Linked DNA regions of Mus musculus: region 1 is linked to region 2. A link is a contact called in public HiChIP or PLAC-seq data. All regions are on one chromosome and are shown on one strand. Each heading gives the region's core, a stretch centred on a gene start, on an enhancer-like site or on the middle of the called end of the contact. The rest is flanking DNA. Distances are from core to core; before and after follow the strand shown.

Region 1 (3,447 bases), core at 914-3,413, 110 kb before region 2:
TTGTCACTATTATACTGAGAGGCCAAACCAAAGCACGCCATATCATCTTGCACAGAATGCATGTGGAGATGCACAACCCTAGAATGGAGATGACCTTGGAAGACCTCAGCGCTCCCAGAGCCCAGTCCCAACTCTGTTTAGCACTAACACTAAGAAAGAAAAAAAGCAAAAGTGGGGTTGAAAGACCCACAACGTGAGGGCTCCCCCACGTTCTGACTCAGGAGAGGCGACACCCCAAAATCACCCACAAGAAACGGGTCTTGCTGCAAGCTGCAAGAGGATTTTTATTCAAGAGCGCTCTCGGGCCCATGGTCATACACCATGCAGGGGTAGAGGACCGTGGCGCCCCGAGTAGCTGGGTAAGGGGGTATTTAAAGGAAGAAACCGAAACTTAAGGAAGTGGGGAGGGCGTTGTTGGAAGATACCAAAGATACCAGTTAAGAGTCACAAGGAAGTGTAAAGTTACAAGAGTCACAAGGAATACCTGGTAATTGTTAACTCTCAAGACAGCTTCTAAGAACCCCTAACAATAGCACATTTGCATTGCAGGTTCTGGGTGACTTTCTTTGAATGAGCACTCTTTGAACCCAGGAAGCGGGTGGGTGGAGGAATGTCGCTATGTGTTTTATGATTAGCATACCTTTACAAAGGCCACATTCCCAAGCCTGGGTCTAAAGCCCTAGAATTCTGTTTTTACGTTGTTATACTTTCAGGGTATGAACCTAGTTCAATGGCAGAGCACTCACATAGCATGCCCAGGTCCCTGGGTTCAATTCCCAGCACCAACACAAAACAAAATAGAGTAATTAGATGTGATGTGTTGTGTGGGGCTTTACACATATGCAGTTATTAAAGATTTGTTTTTTCATTTTTCTGGGCCTGCATGTTTTACCTAAATGTATATATGTGTTCTACCTGTGTATCTGATGTCTGTGGAGCCAAAAGAGGGTATTGGATCCCCTGGAACTGGAGTTACAGATTGCTGTGAGTTATCATGAACCTGCTGAGAACTAAATCTGAGTCTTCTGCAAAAAGCAACAAGTGCTCTTAACTGCTGAGTCATCTCTCCAACCCCAACATATACTGTAATAATTGATCTTCAGTTCTTTTGTGTTATATCCCTAGCCTACTTATATAACAGATTAGGGAACTGAGAACCAGGGGATTTTCAGGGCTTCAATCTAGGACCCTTACCTGTATGACCTTCATCAAGCTACTTAACCTCTTAAAGGTTCAGTGAATTATTTACTATAAAAATAACATGAAAACATGTCATGAAATGTCTATGTCTCATCTTTACCTCTATCCATCTTTTCAGCATTGGATTAAATGCTCTGAAGTAATAAGAATTTGATTATGGTTAATTTGTTATCAATTTAGACATTGCCTGAAGGATGGGTAAAGGAATGTCTAAAGGACAACATAAAAGAAGTACTTATAGACCAAACCGTCAGAGGGCAGGACTGTTGGCCAGGACCACTGAAAGAGTCCATAGACTGATGCTCTCATCACTATCTTCAGCCTGCTTCTTTAACTGTAGAATTAAACTTGAGGCTGTTGAAAATGACAGAAGTGACTGAGGGTTGCTCTCCACCTCACCAGAAGGCTCCATATGCTGTCTCTTCCTTTGTCATTCCAAATCTTCCCACATGCAGACCCCATGTGCCAACAATCTCCTGTATCTCACAATCGTCTCATCTTTCCAATCTCCATTGGTTCTACTCCTTTACCTGCAAAACTCTTTCACTGTCTCTTGTCAGTCTTCTAGATCCTTCTATGAGGACCTCAAATGGCATGTTATTAAGTTCCTTCTGGACTTAACATGGTTAACTGCATTGACTCAGAACAGTCAGCATGGTAAATATAACACACCCAGAGAAATAAGTTTATCTTAATCTGCTTTGTATTCACAGCAACTGCCCCAGAACCTAAATACATGTATAGTTGATGCAATAAAATGTGGTATGATAAGAACCCCTTGTCCTTAACCTCTGTATCACACCATAAATCATTTGTATATTTTCCCCAAAGGACTGCCTTTGTCATCTGCAAACTGCCCAACTCTAGCTTTAAGTATTAACAAGCTCAATATGGCTGTGGTTTGCCCTCTATGGCAATGGAAACTGTGCTGAGTTGGAACTGATTTACTAGTGAAAATAGACTGCTGGTGAATCATCCCCTTACTCATCCTGGGGTGAAAGTTTAGGACAAACCAAGAGGGAACTCTGCCCTTAACCACATCTGAAATGGAGAATGTCCACTGGGCAGCCACCCCCACTATCCCTTCCCATGATGCTTGGGCTGGGTTTCATTGGAAGAGTTGTGGGGCTCCTTTCCATCAATTCAAGACAGAAAAAAAGTGGATGGCCTGAGCCACTAAATGGTAAGCCCAAGTTACTGCTTCCAGCTTTCCTGGTGTTTCTGGCACTTGCCCAGGGAGTTATCAAGTGTTTGGAAGACAAAGTTCTAGCCACCAACATTACTCTGTGTGCTATATGTTCTCTTCCTCAATTTCTGCACCAAAGAACAAAGACATCCTAATTAAGATGAATTAGTTGACTTCCATGACTCAATATGTATTCACAGATCCCTGTTATATGGCAGGAGCTTGGTGTGGAAGACAGTGTGGTAGCAAATGGAGCTCCAGTCCCTGTGGCAGATAGAGAGAGAGAGCATGTGTCTATGTATCAGCTATGTTCTGAGTAAGCCATGTGACCTTGAATAAAGGCATTCATTGCTCATTGCTCAATGAGACAATTTCTGCATCTGTAAAATGGGAAGGACAATACTGGTATCTTCCTCTAAGGCTTCTAAGGCTACTATTAAAAACTTCTATCGACCTTGGTTCCAGGACTCCGCGGAGGGCAGGCTGCACGGGTGAGGGTGTGGAATACAGAGGCCAGCCTTTCTGGGACAGGCGAGAGCCAGAGAGCTTCTGAGGTGGCGCCATCTTCGGCTCCAGACAACTGGCCACCTTCCTGGTGAGAGCACAGGGGTCCACCCGGCCCGAGAGGTTTCTGCCTCAGGCTCCTGTGGAAGCCACCTTGGTTCTGGGACTCCGCGGAGGGCAGGCTGCACGGGTGAGGGTGTGGAATACAGAGGCCAGCCGTTTCTGGGACAGGCAAGAGCCACAGAGCTTCTGAGGCAGCGCCATCTTCAGCTCCAGACAACTGGCCACCTTCCTGGCCAAAGCAACACAGCTTCTGGGAAATATCCTGTTTTGGGCCTTCATCTTCAGCCAGGAGGAGGTCCAAACACCAAATAACTGTGCACCTTCCCTGAAAGAGGAGAGCTTGCCTGCAGAGACTGCTCTGACCACTGAAACTCAGAGGAGAGAGCTAGTCTCCCACCTCTGCTGATAGAAGGTAACAAAATCACCAAAGGAACAATCTCTAAACAAAGACAACTATAACAACTAACTCCAGAGATTACCAGATGGCAAAAGGT
Region 2 (3,274 bases), core at 278-2,777:
ATCAGCCCAAGAAGAAACCCGAATTTAAGAAGCCAGGCATGGCAGAGTATGCTTGGAATCTCAGATCTGGTGATGGGGGAGACAGGCAGATCCCTGAAACTAGCTTCTCAAGACAAAATGAGGGAAGGATGAGGAGGGAGGGGGTAGGAGGAGGAGGAGAGGAAAGAGGAAGAAGAGGAAGAGGAGGAGGAAGAAGGAGGAGGATGGAGGAGGAGAAGAAGAAGTTGGTGCTTATAGATAAGCACTGGAGGTTGACCTATGGCTACCATCTGCATCTTCATTTGTGCACTTACCCACTCACACACTCCACACACAAGCAAACATACAAACACACACAAACACAAATACGCACACTCACACTGGCAGACTCAAAGGAAAAAAGTCAAAAGATCTGAGAATAACCAAGATCAAGATGAGGAAGAGAAGATCTATACAATCTACATATAGAAAACTTTAAGATGCTATTCTTAAGAGCCAAAAGAAAAACAAACCAGTAGAAAATGCACAATGTTCTTTGTTAAGAACACTCAGTATCATAAAAACATCTGCTGCCTTAAATCTATCTAAAATCTAAAGCGCCATCGGGAAAAAAAAATGGCATTCAGATGTTTTTTAACCACACAAGCATAGACATGCACCATTCAAACTTGAAACAGGTAAGAGTAATCCCCCACAAAAAGAAAAGACAAGGAGTAGGGAGACAGGAGTAATGAATGGGGACCAACTCACTCAGTATTTAATGCCAGGCGTGGTGGCGCACACCTTTAAGCCCAACACTCGGGAGGCAGAGGCAGGCAGATTTCTGAGTTCGAGGCCAGCCTGGTCTACAAAGTGTGTTCCAGGACAGCCAGGGCTACACAGAGAAACCCTGTCTCAAAAAAACAATAAATAAAAAATAAAAAATAAATAAATAAATAAAATGTTTTGAAAGATATTAAAAGTTACGATCATGCAACAAGGCTCACAAGTGGGTAAATCAATGGAATGGAGTAGAAAGTTAAGACATAAACATGGGACATGTGTGTTCACAAAAAACAGTGTTCAACTGTGACTAGGAGAAAAATTGTTTACTATGTGATCTTTTGTGACCTCCTGGAAAAAAAATAGGTCCACACCTAGCCTGTTGAGGTAAGTTCTAGTTACATCGCAGATTTAAATAAGAGAGAGTAAAATGGAAAAACACCAGAATAAACCAAGGAGAATCATTTGGTGTTTTCTAACTGGGAGAGCCAGAGACCGTATGGCAAACACACATACACAAATACACACGACTGAAAAATCTGACCCATGAGACTATGCAAAGGTTATGACACCTGACTAAGCCCAAATAAAGTTATCTGCAGGAAATGTTTGCAACTCACATGACAAATGATGAATTTCCTTATTTGTAAGGAGTGCGTGCCAATCACCAGGAAAGGTTAGCAGCTGGAACCTCCTGGAAATGAAATGGGAATGGCTGAGGGACAATGGGTTAACTGTCTCAATGTCACTCCTACTATGGGAAATGCAAATTAAACCGCAATGAGACATCAGCACCTACCACACTGGCAGACATCAAAGCATTTGCAAATCTGGTGTGGGCCAGGGTGTGGGGAAAGAACACCCCGTGCATGTTTAGTGGAACTGCAGACTGCCAAAGCAGCCATGTAAAGCAAGGTGGTACCACCCATCAAAATGTTAGACACCCATGTCCTTTGATCCAGCAATTCTGCTCCTGGGAATAGATTCTATTTGTCTGACATAAGATGTGTCCAAATGTCTTCATGGTAACATTGTGCAAGCAAAACTGTGCAAGGAATATTTATCAATAGAGAACTGTTTAGTTTATATGTTAATACGAAGTTATCTTAGTTGTTGCAACAACTCCATATGTACTAATATATGATGGTTCTATGATACATCTCAGAGGGAAAAGTAAGATAGAAGAACTAGAGAAGAACAGTATATGCGTGCACATACCCAGATTGCCCCTGGGGGAAAAAATAAACCCCACCCCCACCACCAAAGCCTAATAATCATAAATAAAGCCTAAGGAAAGGACCCGGGTGACTAGAGAAGGGAGAAGGAGGGCTTTGTTCTTTTACTGAGTACTCTTTTCGTGTCTCTTAAATTTTGTAGTACCAGCATTACCTGTAAAATACCAATAAGTTTCTTTAAACACATTCCACTGCCACCTGTCTATGACCATTGAATGGTGAATGATTTTTGCAGACAGATTCCAAAGGTCTGGAGGCTGGAATAGATATTCATTTAGTCTAGCCTCAACTTGATTGCCTGATCCCCCATAAGTATCTCTGAAAAATGTGGTTCACAGCCATGGCAGCACTGTGTGTGCATTAGAAATGCAGAGTAATCTCTGGGATTGAGGCCAACCTGGTCTACAGAGTTCCAGAATAGCCGGGATGCACAGAGAAACCCTGACTGAAGAGAGAGAGAAAGAGAGAGAGAGAGAGAGAGAGAGAGAGGAAGGAAGGATGGATGGATGGATGGATGAAAGGAAGGAAGGAAGGATGAAAGGAAAGAAGGAAGGAAGAAAGAAAGGATGAAAGGAAGGAAGGAGAGAGAGGGGGAGGGATGGAAAAAAGAAAGGGAGGGAGGGAGGAAAGAAGGAAGGGAGGAAGGGAAGGAAGGGGAGGAAAGGAAGAAGGGAGGGAGAGAAAAGGAAGGAGGGAGGGAGGGAGGGAGGGAGGGAGGAAAGAGAAAGGAAAGAAGAAAGAAAGAAAGAAAGAAAGAAAGAAAGAAAGAAAGAAAGAAAGAAAGGAAAGAAGGAGAGAAAGAGAAAGAAAGAAAGAAAGAAAGAAGGGAGGGAGGGAGGGAGGGAGGGAGGAAGGAAAGAGAGAGAGAGAGAACTGCAGAGTCTTAGGGCCTCATTGCTGATCCTCTGAATCAAGGAACTGCAGTCACTGAACCCCAAGATTAACATTCAGGCTACAGAAGGTCTTCTCTAAGCTGCTTCTGGGTGGTCACCCTTCGTTCTCTTCATGAGAAGCCACAGAGGAGACACCACTTCCTCCTGGATTCATCATCCCACCTTTAATAATTAGCCTACACTAAGCACCCGGAACATTCCAGAAGGTCACAAACGTAGTTAATCTTCATTAATCCCTCTGAGGCACAGAGCTTCCTGAGCTGAGGTACAGCAATGTGAGCAGTGATCTTAGGTGGAACCCTTAAATTATAAAACATATTTTTACAGAGTGCGACTAGTATTCTTTTCAAATATTTTCAATGCTTTCAATTATTCATGGAGAATTCACATTCTGGTGCTGATGCA

What was found. HiChIP or PLAC-seq counts read pairs in DNA pulled down with a chosen protein or histone mark.
Region 1: a contact with region 2 is called in an HNF4G HiChIP or PLAC-seq map of pancreatic cancer cells. The contact joins two enhancer-like sites. A contact is called at or near these places in 3 of 484 Hi-C or Micro-C datasets (the STO cell line, neural stem cells and tail fibroblasts) and 1 of 115 datasets of contacts at active chromatin or transcription factors (pancreatic cancer cells).

What each region holds. Positions count from the first base shown.
Region 1 is chr4:56,391,853-56,395,299 of GRCm38.p6, forward strand. No RefSeq gene overlaps it. Among named protein-coding and RNA genes, the nearest start is that of Gm42291, 78 kb to the left of the region's middle. Within about 2 kb of position 2,164, at least 31 of the 459 cell types and tissues checked have an H3K27ac peak or open chromatin away from gene starts, as enhancers often do. A contact at or near this core is called in the STO cell line and pancreatic cancer cells, where this site is marked.
Region 2 is chr4:56,498,599-56,501,872 of GRCm38.p6, forward strand. No RefSeq gene overlaps it. Among named protein-coding and RNA genes, the nearest start is that of Gm34628, 22 kb to the left of the region's middle. Within about 2 kb of position 1,528, at least 8 of the 459 cell types and tissues checked have an H3K27ac peak or open chromatin away from gene starts, as enhancers often do. A contact at or near this core is called in the STO cell line and pancreatic cancer cells, where this site is marked.